Linked DNA regions of Sus scrofa: region 1 is linked to region 2. The links are chromatin contacts, called in public HiChIP or PLAC-seq maps. All regions are on one chromosome and are shown on one strand. Each heading gives the region's core, a stretch centred on a gene start, on an enhancer-like site or on the middle of the called end of the contact. The rest is flanking DNA. Distances are from core to core; before and after follow the strand shown.

Region 1 (7,067 bases), core at 2,251-4,750, 160 kb before region 2:
CTAAAAGGAATAATGCCTGTAGTGGATTGAAACACATCAAGTTCCCTCCCCAAAGATCTCTTGTAGGACATCTTTGGAGGTTGCTTGGGCATCAGGTCGCTATTTTGTAAGTTGGTAAAATGAAGGGAAAGAATAAAACATTCGTCTTGTCCTTCCTATAGGAACTGTATTTCAACTTAATAGTCACCAAAGACATTTTTCTTTATATAAGAACTGTGCCTGAAAAATTCAAAAAGAAAACTAGAAAATTATATTTTGCCATCCCCTAATAGAATAATGGATCTAGATAACAATCATAAATGTCTGCTGAAACCATTTGGGATGCTTCTCTTAGGCCAAATACACCCAAACTAACTGATCCTTTCTTCTCCCAGAATTTTCCTATGAAAAATTTCAAATTTGAAAGAATTTTAGGATTTCCCATTGTGGCTCAGTGGTAAGGAACCCGACTAGTATCCATGAAGGTTCAATCCTTGGCCCCACTCAGTGGGCTAAGGATCTGGCATTGCTGTGAGCTGAGGTGTAGGTTGCAGACGTGGCTCAGATCTGGCATTGCTATGGCTGTGGTGTAAGCCGGCAGCTGCAGCTTTGATTCAACACCTAGCCCAGGAATTTCTATATGTCACAGGTATGGCCCTAAAAAGCCAAAAAAAAAAAAAAAAAATTTATACTGAGTACCTCTATACCCACTACCGCAGTTCTGCCATTAGCATTTCTTTTCTGTTTCTTTTCTTTTTTTTTTTTTTTTTTTCTTTTTGCCATTTCTTGGGCTGCTCCCTCAGCATATGGAGGTTCCCAGGCTAGGGGTCATATCGGAGCTGTAGCCACCAGCCTACGCCAGAGCCACAGCAGTGTGGGATCCAAGCTGCGTCTGCAACCTACACCACAGCTCACAGCAACGCCAGATCCTTAACCCACTGAGCAAGCCCAGGGATTGAACCCGAAACCTCATGGTTCCTAGTCGGATTCATTAACCACTGAGCCACAATGGGAACTCCAACATTTCATTATACTTGCTTTATCACATGTTTATCTATGTCTCCATCTGTCTACGCATTTTATTTTTGGTGGATTTCAGGGTTAATGCAAGTATCAGTTTATGTCCCGCTAAATATTTCAGCCTAGACTGATTTAGCTTAACATCATCGTAAGAGGACAAGCAGACAGTATTATGTGCCTCTTCATGCAGTGGGAAGTTGCCACACCACCTGGGAAGGGCTCTTACCCCAACCCCCAAAACAATACAAAACAAACCCCCCAAATATGCACCTGAATCTAATCAAGAAAACTCAGGATAGAGGAGCAAATTAAGTGCTGTGAGGAAATAATCAGCCAAATCCCTAATGTGGGAAATTCCATAGTACAAATGACCCAGTTTCTTCATTAAATAAATGGCATTAAAGAGGAGCAGAGCTGTTGTAGCTTAAAAGGGACTTGAGGGAGTACTGCTGTGGCTCAGTGGGTTAAAGGGTCAGGCATTGTCACTGTAGCAGCTTGGGTCACTGCTGTGGCACGGGTTTGACCCCTGGCCGGGAACTTTTGCGTGCAGCAGGTGTGGCCAAAAACCAAACAAAAAAAAAAGGGACCTGAGTCATATAGAAATGAAATGTGTGGATGTTGATTCAAACAAACCAATTGTATGAAGACCTTTTTGCGATAGTCATGGACTAGGTATTAGAAGATGTAAGGAATTTTTATTGAGCGTAATCGTAGCGTGGTAGGTATGTTAAAAAAAACTTTGTTGGAGATGCATATTGATGTTTTCGTGGACGAAAGATTAAAAATTCAGTAAAGTGTGTTGGCCAATGCCATGTTATTCGTATGTGAGATGATGCTGAGAGGAGCGAGGCGTGCAACAGTCCATATAGATATAGAGCCCCCTGCCCGCTCCCAAGTTCTTTCATTCCGCAAACAAGTATTGGGAGCCTCCTATGTGCCACATACTCTGCTGGGTGTCAGAGATGCAGTGGGGAACAAAACGTCTCTGTGCTCTTTGGAGCTTCCATTCGCATGGGGGAGTGAGAGACAGTAAACAAGTAAGCAAAGCACACAGTGTGTTTAGGCGGCGCCAAGCACCAGGGAGAAAACTCAAACCAGGGAAGGGAAGAGAGAGGGAGTGCGGCAAATCGGTGTCGTGGGCAAGCTCGCTGAGAAAGCGACTTTTGAACAAAGAGCCGAAGTGCGGAAAGGGGCAGCTGCTGAGATACCTAGGGGAAGCGTGTTCTGGATAAGGGGGAGCATGCCCCGAGTGTGGAGGGATCAGCCAGGGAGCCAGTGTAAATGGAGTAGAATGCACACGATTCCCCTTTTCCTGTCCTTTCAGGAAACTACCACCCTCTGCACCTTTCTGTAACTGGATCACTGTAATTAGCGGAGGAGAAGTGGTTCTACATGCTGCGGTCTTTTTCATATGCTAAGTTTTTCACAGAACTAACACATGCTCGTTCTATCTAAGCAACATAGATGTGCACATTTTAAAAGGTAGAGACTTCTGATTAAAGATGGTATACTGAACAAACGTGTTTATCTGCTCCCTCTGGAAACCACAGGGACCGACAGAGCAGGAGAGGAGAGACAGTAGATAAAAGAGAATAACAGCATTCGGGAATTGGAAAATAATAGCTGATTCAGCAACTTCAGAAAATGGAAAGCTAAGTGCATGCATGGGAGACGTCAAGAAGCAAAGTGCTGTGCCTCCATAAGGCTGTTAACATTTTTTTTTTTTTTTGAAAAAAAAAAAAAAGCAAGCCACTTCTCACTGCAGAACGCTGGAAGGACTGGAGGCTCCAGATAAGCTCTAAAGATGGAGCTGAATTTAAAGTTCAAACCGGGTTGAAAGGCTCCGCAAGAGTCAGTAGACTTTTTAGTTCCTTCCTTAACTTCATACATACCTCACCGCCCCAGCAGAACCCTGGAGGTTTATTCGTGAGAGAGGTTGAACCCATAGACTCAGAACTTGGGTGGCAGTAGCACCCTGCAAAGCTGGAGGGTTAAGTTGACATCTGCAGACTCAAGAGTGAGGCCTCAACCCCCTTGCACTCAGCTGCCAGAATGTTGGCAGCAAGTTTCACATCCCCATAGGATTACTGTGATGATTAAGTGAGTTAATTACCTGTAATATGTTCAGCATAGTACCTGGTAAATGGTAAATGCTTAATGTTATCACTGAATTACAAAGGTAAATAATTAAAACTGGTTGCCTCTGTAGAGTCAGAATCAGACGGGGCGATGGGGTACGGCCCTGCCATTTTTCATTATAAATTTTCAGGAATATTTGGCTTTTAGAATTTTATAAGTTTACAGAAATTTTTAAGTAAAAAGTCAAAGTGCCTCCCATTCTCTTTGCAGTATACGTAAGCTCTAGAGCAGGCGTCAGTCACATACCTGTCCTTGCGGCTGGCGGCCCCATAAAATCACAGGAAATGAGTAGTAGGGGAGGAGCCGTTGTCCAAATGGTTACAGAGGTTTTGTTGTTACAAGAAAGATTGGGGGAAAGGGTACTTCATAAATGACAATAACAGCTGGCTGTCACGCCAGTTGTCACAGCGCCCAGGTTTTTTTCTTCAGTATACATAGAAACCGAAAGTATGTTTCTTAAAAATAGGATCATACTACTTGTTTTGCAATAGTAAACATAAAAAAATTAGACATACAAACATATGTATGTATGTCTATAGATAATAAATAGTAGAGAGGGATTTAGAAAAAGTTTGAAGGCTAGATAATTCTGTTATAGCCATTTAACAATAAATTTGTGCTGAAATCGAAGCTTCCTATAATTGAGAAGTGCTTTAGAAAATTCTTTGGAGGCCAAATAGGTGGCCCAAGATGGTAGATGCAGGAGTTTCTCTGGGAAAGGCCAGGGTCCTTAACTTCTAGTATCAATAAAGTCTTTGGCTAGAGAGGGTGGTGAAAATTGCCATGACCAGCATTGTTTGTTACAGTAATGGAACTTGTAATAACCTTTCTAGTTTCCTGCCTTGCTCCAAAAGACAAGTGTTAACAAGCCATTTTCCTGACTTTAAGCCTGCAATAAAGATTCTAGCATAGCATGTGATTTGCCCAGAGAGTTAAACATGCAAGCTTGCATGGTATTTAAAGGCTCATTATGACCTATCGCAGCCATCCCATTTTCAAAATGATTTTTCCCTTTTGAGCCATTAACCCTAAATATGCGTGTGAGTGTGTGTGGGTGCCCCCGTATGGATATGCATGTGCTGTCTTTTATTCAAATGTGTTTCTGCTTAAGATGATTAATCCAAGTGCAGGCGAAATGATGCTGGCCAAAATGAATTCCTATTTAAGGCTTAGTTGTTAGACCAATTCTGTGTAAAATCTTACAGATGAATAATCTTAATCCTTTAAAACTATTCAGTGCTTTAAAAAATGATTCTGGGGTGTTTTCCCGTCGTGGCTCAGCGGAAACGAATCCGACTAGGAACCGTGAGGTTTCGGGTTCGATCCCTGGCCTCGCTCAGTGGGTTAACGATCCGGTGTTGTCGTGAGCTGTGGTGTAGGTTGCAGACGCGGCTCGGATCTTGCGTTGCTGTGACTCTGTTGTAGGCCGGTGGCTACAGCTCTGATTCGACCCCTAGCCTGGGAACCTCCATATGCCGCGGGAACGGCCCAAGAAATAGCAAAAAGACAAAAAATATAATAATAATAATAAAATAAAATAAAATAAAAAATGATTCTGGATCATTTGTGCAGATTGTTTGAGGACACTGAAGTCCAGATAAAATGAATGCCTCTTGCTGCATTCCCTGCTTTCTAGAACTAGACTGTCAAAACGGGGGGAAGGCGTCCTTGAGGAGGAACCCTCCGTAGGAGAGGCAGATCTAGGATACTCTAAGACGGTCAGAAAGTAACAAATCATCATTTCTTTTTTTTGGCCATGTCTGAGGCATGCGGGAGCTCCCAGGCCTGAGATTGAACCCTCGCCACAGCAACGACCAGAGCTGTTGCGTCGGCAATACCAGATCCTTTACCTGCTGCACCACTGGGAAACTCCAACCAATCATTTTTCACTTTAATTTCCTGGCAAAATTCATGAAAAGTAAAGGAAGGTGGATTGGTGATTAAAACATTTGGGAAAGTATAAATGGACTTTCTCATTTATTGACTCTGTGGCCTTGAGCAGATCACCTCTTTCAGCCTCAGATTCTTCATCTGAAAGTGAGGGCAGATGTACCAACGTCCTAGAGTTGATGTGAAACCTGAGTGAGCTTGTGCCTGTAAAACACTGAGCTCCACGCCTGCTCCCCAGTAGCACCTGTTCCTGACGCTTCTTGCTACAGTTTGTTGAGGAGGGGAGAGATGAGTATGTAGACCCAAGATGTAAAGTGAATTTTGAGATTTCTTTTCCCTTCTTCCTGGCTGATTCTAAATTCTATTTCTGTGGTAGGTTGTGGACTTTGTAGCAGCAGCCTGCAGCGAGCCTGTGCAAGCTTGGCCCACCAGGCGGAGAGCAGTGTGGAATCACAGACACTGAGCATGTCCATGGGGCTTGTGGCCGTCATGCTGGGAGGAGCTGTTCAGGTGAGTCGCAGCCCTGAGCCAAACTTGAAAGGAGGGAGAAGAGAAAAGCCTCCTGCTTTCCTTCCATCCCCCTGTGAGGAATAAGAATGGGTACTGCGCATAGAAGCCCCAGGACAAACAGGGCAGGTTGTTAGTAAGAATTCTGTCCGAAGTGGAGGAAAGGAAACCAGGTCGCTTTCACCTTGTTGCCTTGATGACTTTGCCATCAGGAGGGCAGGGCTTTTTTTTTTTGGCTTTTTAGGGCTGCACCCGTGGCATATGGAGTTTCCCAGGCTAGAGGTTTAATTGGAGCTGCAGCTGCCAGCCTACACCAGAACCACAGCAATGCGGGATCCAAGCCACATCTGTGACCCACACCACAGCTCACAGCAATGCCGGATCCTTAACCCACTGAGCGAGGCCAGGGATCAAAGCTGCATCTTCATGGATGCTAATCAGATTTGTTTCTGCTGAGCAATGATGGGAACTCCGTTTTTGTTTGTTTGTTTGTTTTAATTTTCTCTTTTAGGGCCACGCCTGAGGCATATGGAATTCTCAGGCTTGGGGTCAAATCAGCACAGCAGCCACGGCAACGCCAAATCCCAGGTGAGTCCACATCCTAGGTGACCTACAGTGCAGCTTGTGGCAATGCCAGATCTTAACCCACTGGGCGAGGCTAGGGATCAAACCTGAATCCTCCTGGATAGTAGTTCTTAACCTGTTGAGCACAACAGGAACTCCCAGCAGGGCCCTTTCTGACCTGGGATGAGCTTGATTTGAAACTCCCTGGCACAGTGTTTTGCATCCGTGGTGAATACTGAGTCTCTGGCCCTCACTGTAGTGTCCTTGTCCCCAATGCTGCGGTCAGGAAAGAACTGTCATAACCTCCGTTTGCTTAGGAGTCCCCATTTTGAATCCATTTTAGCACAGGATCCATTGTTCAACTCATATCCTGTAGCATGTTGAAGCTTGGTTTCCAGTGCATGTATCTTTTACATACTTAAGTTATAATTTTTAAATTTATTCACTCAAAAACTATTACATACTCACTTTGTGCCAGATACTAAGGTGCTGGGGATTTAGCAGTGGGCAGAGCAAACATGGTCTCTACAGCTTAAAGCCAGTGAGGGAGTCAGACACTAAATAACTATTTGAAAAATGTACTTAGAATTAAACAAAGTGGGAGTTCCCGTCGTGGCTCAGTGGTTAACAGATCTGACTAGGAACCATGAGGTTGCGGGTTCGGTCCCTGCCCTTGCTCAGTGGGTTAACGATCTGGCGTTGCCCTGAGCTGTGGTGTAGGTTGCAGACAAGGCTCGGATCCCGAGTTGCTGTGGCTATGGCGTAAGCCAGTGGCTACAGCTCCGATTACCCCTAGCGTGGGAACTCCATATGCCACAGGAGCGGCCTAAGAAATGGCAAAAAGACCAAAAAAAAAAAAAAAAAAAAAGACTTAAACAAAGTGCCTCAGAAGAGAACACAGGATCTAACCTAGCTGGGAAGGTTTCCACTGAGGATGTACGTGGAAGTCAAAGCTAAGACTTGAACGA
Region 2 (7,432 bases), core at 4,893-7,392:
GGACAGGTGGCTGAGGTGTTACTTTGCTTCTTTCTCAAGCCTTTCTCTCAGCCACCACCACAGGCTGCCTCCTGAGATTGAAGGTAGCTTTGACTGCTGGAGCAAATTCACTGGGACAGTCAGTGCAGATGACAGAGTGGAGAGGCATGGGACTGGTGCTGGGGAGAGTCACTAGGTGTGGTTGGCTCCTCTGAGCTCTGGCTGGGTTAGGGCTCATGGCCAGGAGTTGGAGCAATGGGCTACAGAAGTTAGAGTACAGGGAGGCTTCCTGGTCTCTGGTGTTTGTCTCCTGGGGCTCCTGCCCTCAGGTAAGAGACCCAGCATCTCTGGTTTCCTTGCAGATCCTCAATAAGTATGACTCCTGGATCTCCTTCCTGAGCAGTGTGCGGTACTGGATGGCCTTCAACGTGGAACGGGCTTGCCAGTCCTACTTCGGCTGTGTGCAGTGTATCAGTGGGCCCCTGGGCATGTACCGGAACAGCCTGCTTCAGCAGTTCTTGGAGGACTGGTACCATCAGAAGTTCCTAGGTAGCAAGTGCAGTTTTGGGGATGACCGGCACCTCACCAACCGAGTCCTGAGTCTCGGCTACAGGACTAAGTACACAGCACGCTCTAAATGCCTCACAGAGACCCCCACCAAGTACCTCCGGTGGCTCAACCAACAGACCCGCTGGAGCAAGTCTTACTTCCGGGAGTGGCTCTACAACTCTCTGTGGTTCCACAAGCACCACCTCTGGATGACCTACGAGTCAGTGGTCACAGGTTTTTTCCCCTTCTTCCTTATTGCCACAGTCATACAGCTTTTCTACCGTGGCCGCATCTGGAACATTCTCCTCTTCCTGCTGACAGTGCAGTTGGTAGGCATCATCAAGGCTACCTATGCCTGCTTTCTTAGGGGCAATGCAGAGATGATCTTCATGTCTCTCTACTCCCTTCTCTACATGTCCAGCCTCCTGCCAGCCAAGATCTTCGCCATTGCTACCATCAACAAATCTGGCTGGGGCACTTCTGGCCGAAAAACCATTGTGGTGAACTTCATTGGCCTCATCCCTGTGTCCATCTGGGTGGCAGTCCTTCTGGGGGGACTGGCCTATACAGCTTACTGTCAGGACCTGTTCAGTGAGACGGAGCTAGCCTTCCTGGTCTCAGGGGCCATCCTGTACGGCTGCTACTGGGTGGCCCTCCTTATGCTGTATCTGGCCATCATCGCCCGGCGGTGCGGGAAGAAGCCGGAGCAGTATAGCTTAGCTTTTGCTGAGGTGTGACATGGCCCCCAAGCAGAGCGGGAAAAGTGCAATGGGTAAGGGAGGGAAGGGGAATGGATGAGAACACATGGGGTGGGAGGGAAGAGGGAGTGCTGTTTTACTTTCTTAATGGTCCAAAGGACAAACCTGAAGTGCAAAGAATGCTGACTATAGTATGGCCTGGGACAGTTGGGCTTAGAGGAGGCAAGGCCAGCTCAGGTGGGAGGAAGGAGGGTTATATGTTTTCAGGCTGCCTGTCTACTTGCCTCTGCACATACAGTGGCCTCTGGGAAGGATTCCACTTCCTCCCCTGGGATCCAGAGGGAGCTCAGACATGTGCTAAACCAAACAGTAAGTTCTACTCAGTGGCAACTTCTGATAGGTAAGTGGGAGGTGGTGGGAGTTTCTGAGACCCAGGCCAGCTAGTAATGTGTTCTCCACCCTCCTCCCCATCCAATGATCAATGCAATCAGACTGTGCCTGAGATAACGCATCAGAAAACAGGGTCCAGGAATGGTGCTTTCTTACATACCCCATTCCACAGCTCAACCTCCCAAGGAGGAGCCAGTCTAGCAGGGAGTTAGCAGTGAACTGCTTTCGAGTGTGTGTATATATACGTTTATGTTAAAAAGGAAAAGTTTGCCAGGAGCAACAAACACTGGTGGTGGTGCTGAAGGCTTTGAGCTGAATGTATTTTACCTGTCAAGTGCCCAGACCTCTAGATTAGCCTGTCTGTGATCTCTGCTGGGGAGATGAAATGTTTTGGTCATCTGCCAGGAAGATGAAATCCCAATGTGCTCAGAAAGGGAGTGAAGGCTCGGGTATTTCAACCTGTATACTCTTGAATTCTCTCACATTCAGTTCTTGAGTCTTAGCCTACTTGCTTCACTTCACTTCAGAGTGATAAAGTCACTTGTTTGACCCTCCTCCTCATTGGGTAAGTCTTCTCAGGTGGCGAGTGAGAGAGCCTGGACTCTCATAGGTCCCCCCCACCCCGCCCCACGACAGGCAAGCCTGCCTTCAGCATGTGAGGGGAGAACTATTAAGAGCCTCTGACCCAACTGGCTGGTCTTGGAACTGCCTGGACAAGTTCCCTGGCGGCTAGGTAGCACGCACGACTTAAGAGTTCCTGACAATCACCTCTAATGGGAAGCTTTGCAGTGTTCCCTAAGTGAACCCTCAATCCAAGTCCATTCTCCTCAGTGGCTTCTCCAGGGAGTCCTGACAGCCAAGTGTGGACAGTTACTGCTGCACTGGCTTGCTTCTGTCCAGAAACCAAACTAGGAGATGAAATTGGTTCTGAAATTCTAAGGTTCTTACTTTCTCTCATGCCTCTTGAAGTGGTTTGATTTCCCTCTGCTTTTTTTTTTGGGGGGGGGGAGGCCATTTTCTATAGAGTTGCAATCCATAGACTGTTCTGAGCACTTGGGTTCAACCCTGGGATCCTGACTAAGCCTTTGACTTAGGGTTGTTTGCTCAAGCAGGCTCTCTGAGAGGGACCTGCTGAACCCTCAGAACCAGCACAAAGGTGGAGAGGAGTTGGGGGGGGGGGCAGGCCTCTAGAATGCCCAGATGCTTCCTACAAAGGAATGTGTGCTCGGAGCCAAGGACGGGCAAACCCTGGTGCTTTCCTTCATCTCCCGTGAACTTGACGGTTTTCCAGGGGCAGCCAACACTGCTGCATGGCACAGACCTCAAGTTCAATTCAACTGCTGGTTGACATAGGGCCCAGTCCATGAAGGCTGGGAGGAGGTGGCAGGCATTTGCTCAAGTCAGTTGTTCCAGGCTCTTCCGTGTTTTTGCTGGCCAAGAAGTAAACTATTTTGAGCACTACAATGGAGGAAATCCGGTCAGCCAACTGCAGAGCTCAGACTTCACTGAGGGCTTGTTTTTCTTCAGCTTTTACTTGAAGGTTAATGTAGAATGGATGCCCAGATGGAGAACTCTGGGCTGTCCTCCCATCAGCTCTGCCTTGCTCTGTGGTTATCAACTTCCCCCAGATCAAGAGTAGGCAGGTACAAGTAGTGGGTTCACAACGCTTGACCTCGACTGGTTTTTTCCTAAGTTATTTTGTACATTTTTCAGCAGCAAAACCAAACTGGGTCTTGAGCTTTATTCCCATTTCTTGCAAGGGAAGAGCCTTTATATACAATTGGACACATTTTGGTTTTTTCCTGAGAATTTTAACCCTCTTTTGTATTATTTCTACAATAATTTGTAAACGTATTTATTTTTACTTTTTTTTTTAAATTTTACTTTTCAGGTCAAATTTTTTATACTGTACTTGTTTGTCAAAATAAAGATTCTCACATAATGCTGGTATCTTGGAGCTACTTCCTCCCTCTTTGTACTTAATGAAAGCTGCTCTTTATTCCAGTTTGAAAAGATTAGTACTTGAGAGCAAGCTCATTTTGTCAAGGTAATGCCGGTGGAGCTCAGAAGCAAGGTAAGTTGCCTCTGGATACAGTGGGCCCAACCTGAGAAATGCATACCTGTGGTAGCTTTTTTTTTCTTTTTGCTTTTCAGGGCCACACTTATGGCATATGGAGGTTCCCAGGCTAGGGGTCTAATTGTTGCTACAGCTGCTGGCCTACATCAGAGCCACACGAGATCTGAGCCACACCTGCGACCTACACCACAGCTCATGGCAACACCGGATCCTAACCCACTGAGCGAGGCCCAGGATTAAACCTGCAACCTCATGGTTCCTAGTCGGATTCATTTCTGCTGTGCCACGACAGGAACTCCAGAGTGGTGCTTATTTTTATTGTGGAGGGTGAACAGACTCTTTGGTGAAATTACTGCCAGGTAAGTGAACCCAAACTAAGCAGCTAAGGCTCAAAATCAAAGGTTGCTTCCTCCTTGAGTGAAAGATTTTTATCTGTCAGGTAGGATTGTGGCCAAGCTGAAACAATGAAAAAACAGTGGGTAAACTTCCTTCCCTGTGGAACAGTAATAAAAAGGGAGTGAACTGAACAGCCCCCTCATCCCATTTATTAAAGAAACAGTAAGAAAAGATACAATGCAGGAAAAACACCAACCATCCTTTCACATCAGGCTGAACAAAGCACAGTGATTTCTCCCCTTCCTTCCCCCACCCCCCCTACCCCATTCCCCAGTCCCATCCACTTCAGTTTAAATTTTTGAGGTTCTTCGATTTGGGAGTACCAGTGGAGAAGGAATTGGATGATCAGTGGGGCCTTGACTCTGGCCTCCTCTTAGTCCCAGGAGAAGGAAGCTGTAGTCCCAGTCAGTCAAGCAAAAACTGTATTTGGTGGGTCTCGGAAGTAGTTTACCCACCTCCCTGTTCTGTGTTCAAGCCCCCAGGGGAAGGTATGGCAGTAGATGATGACCAGTCGGCGCTACTGAAGCATGGTCCGTTCACCAACGCAACATTTCTAGAAAGCAGTGGGCTGATTCTCCAGTGGTGAGCAGGGGACTACATATGAATTGGGACCTGCAGGCCAATGTATCCCTGAGGAAGAGTCCACAAGAACAATTCAAGAAACTAGTAAGAAACAATGGGCAGAAAGCTGTGGGATAAAAGCACAGCAGGCTCTGGAAGGCTGGAGATTCTCTTTCAAGGCAGGATCACTCCCATCTGCCAAAGTCCATGTCCCATAGGTAACAAACATTTCACCTTCAGTCATGAAAGAAGCATTGGGGGGTCGGGGGGGCGGGTCATTTGAACTTGAGCCCCAGCTATGTACTTCAGACTGTAGCTCCCTATCTACCCTTTCACTTAAAACACAGCCCTGCCCAGAACCACGGTGCCTGGAAACCAAGGTGGTCCTGGAGAGAAAATGGTATTTAAGGGGGTAACATTCCATTTGGGTACATGCAGCCATTGGACCTCCAGGTCTCGGGAAAGCAGCTGGGTTTGTGCCAGGCAGGCTCCCCACTCTAGGAAATGGGACCAAAGTCTTGCTTACAGGGCCATTCATCCTTGGAAAGGAAGCCGGGTTTAGACCCAGGGTCCCAGTCGGCCTTGCAAAAGGAGCTGGGTTGATACCCACAGGGCCTGCTGGAGAAGAGCCTAGTGGCCCAGGAGCTGACCTGGGGAAAGTAACCTGACCAGGGCCTAATGGGCCAGTAGACCTTGGGAAGGTAGCTGGACTTGGACCCTGTAAACCAGTGGCCCTCGGGAAATTAGCTGGGTTGGGCCCTAGCGGTCCAGAGGCTCTTGGGAAAATTGCTGGATTTGAGCCCTGCAGACCAGCAGACCTCTGGAAATTAGCTGGGTTGGAAGCCAATGTGTTAGAAGACTGAGAGAAGGTAGCTGGGTTCAGTCCCCCTGAACCTGTCCCCCTTGGAAAAGGATTAGCATTTACTCCCATGGGGCCTGCTGGCCTTGAAAAATGCGTTGAATTAGGGCCGATGGGGCCAGGGCCCCTTGACATGGGAGATGGATTTGGCCCTGGAAGGCCAATTCCCCGAGAGCCAGGACCCGAGTTTGGGCCTATGGGGCCAGGTATTCTGGCCATGGAAGATGGGCTTGTGCCCATGTTTCCAGAGGCCTGTGAGAAAGAAGCTGAATTTGCTCCTAAAAGACCTGCTGCTCTTAGAATGGGAGCAAGATCTAGGCCTTGAGGTCCAGCCATTCTTAAGTTAAGACCAGATCCTGTGCCCAAGAGCCCACCTGCTCTGGTGTCCAGATTAGGGCCAGGGCCTAGGCCACTTGCTCTTGGGTTAGGCCCAAGGCCTGGGCCCAGGCCACTTGCCCTTGGGTTGGGCCCAAGGCTGGGGCCTGGAAACATTCCTGACCTTGGGGCAGGATTTGTACCTACGAAACCTGATCTCAGATTGGGACCTGGTCCAGGGCCCAAGCCAATGGGCCTAGGATTGGGAGGACCATTCCCAGAAGTCAACAGGACACTTGCTCTCATGTTGGGTCCAGATCCAGGGCCCATAGGGCCACCACTTCTAGGGTCAGGACCTGTTCCCAGAAGACCACCTGCCCTTGGATTGGACATAGGACCTGGCCCTGGAAGACCCCCTAACCTTGGGTTAGACAGAGGCCCTGGGCCTGGAAGAGACCCTGCTCTAGGATTTAGAGCTGACCCTGGGCCTGGACCCAAGAGGCCACCAGGCCGTGGGAAAGAAACTGCACCTGTGCCAGTGGGATTCATTCCTCTTGGAAAAGAAGCCATGCTTGGGTCACGAGTACCAGCAGGGAAAGGTGCTGGATTTGAAGCCAATGAGCCTGAAGAAGTTGGAAAAGAAGACGGGTTCCTCGGAAATGGAGCCAAATTTCCACCAAGAGAACCAGTTGCCATAAGGAAAGAATCAGAGTTCATACCCAGTGGGTGGCCTGTGTTTAAAACAGGACCCCCTTGTGGTCCCAGGGAACTGTCGAGCCGTCCTCGAGGTGGCAGCGGAGCACGAGTCCAAGGAGTTGGCCGCTCTCTAGGGAAAATCCGGGGCTCTTTCATACTTTCTTGGGGACGTTGGTGATAATGGGCTTGGGGCGGGTTTTGAAAAGGATCTTGTTTTTGATGAGTGCTGTCACCAGGTACCGAGTGCCACTCTCACAGCCAAGCTCATCACAATCCTGCTCCCCAGGAGTATGTTTAACAAGGACTGCAAATGGTTTCTCCAGGTGGATGATTTTCCCATACAGGATATGATGCCCCACGATCAGCACAGGGATTCCCTTTGGCAGAACAAGAATGAGATGCCTGAGGTTCAGGGCAAGGTCATAACATTCAGGTGCCTTCTAGAGATGCTCTTGGGAGGCAATGCTGGCACCTCCACTCCCTCTACCATTGCTGAGAAGCCACACACTGGACAATCCACCCTCATATCTTTTTCACTCTTTCTAGCCCAGATAAGAGAATTTCTACTTTTAAGACTGTGACCTTTCCAGAATCCCCAAGTTAAATCTCCCTGCTATTGCGGATGTGGGGGGAGAACAAGCAGGGAGCTGAGCTAGCCCCTGAACAACAAACCTGAGGGCAGTCCTCACTCTGGGTCCTGGGAGCACCACCTTGGTGTAGCTTGCTTTCCTGAGGCATTAGGCAGGGAAAGAAAAGTCCCCTCACCTCAGTGGTGTAATGTAGGTCTCCCAGGAGGTTTCCAGCTAATCCAGTGCTGTAGCGAGCCTCGATCTCCCCCTGTAGCTCCATCAGCACCCATTCTGCCAGGCCTCCAGCCCCAGCACTGCAAGCAAAGGGCTGGCGGTTACAATA

What was found. HiChIP or PLAC-seq counts read pairs in DNA pulled down with a chosen protein or histone mark.
Region 1: an H3K27ac HiChIP or PLAC-seq map of skeletal muscle shows a contact between it and region 2, with 4 times the contacts expected there. The contact joins two enhancer-like sites. A contact is called at or near these places in 2 of 47 Hi-C or Micro-C datasets (embryonic fibroblasts and subcutaneous adipose tissue) and 1 of 2 datasets of contacts at active chromatin or transcription factors (skeletal muscle).

What each region holds. Positions count from the first base shown.
Region 1 is chr6:17,994,159-18,001,225 of Sscrofa11.1, reverse strand. It overlaps TANGO6 (transport and Golgi organization protein 6 homolog), which reads left to right. Exons shown (of 19, transcript XM_021093875.1): 12 at 5,405-5,423; 13 at 5,426-5,538. Among named protein-coding and RNA genes, the nearest start is that of TANGO6, 74 kb to the left of the region's middle. Within about 2 kb of position 3,500, at least 8 of the 83 cell types and tissues checked have an H3K27ac peak or open chromatin away from gene starts, as enhancers often do. A contact at or near this core is called in skeletal muscle, where this site is marked.
Region 2 is chr6:17,841,106-17,848,537 of Sscrofa11.1, reverse strand. It overlaps CHTF8 (chromosome transmission fidelity protein 8 homolog), which reads right to left. Exons shown (of 4, transcript XM_021093878.1): 3 at 7,286-7,403; 4 at 4,183-6,897. The coding sequence ends at 6,673. HAS3 (hyaluronan synthase 3) reads left to right here. Exons shown (of 3, transcript NM_001001268.1): 3 at 342-3,564. The coding sequence ends at 1,265. Among named protein-coding and RNA genes, the nearest start is that of HAS3, 8.2 kb to the left of the region's middle. Within about 2 kb of position 6,142, at least 6 of the 83 cell types and tissues checked have an H3K27ac peak or open chromatin away from gene starts, as enhancers often do. A contact at or near this core is called in skeletal muscle, where this site is marked.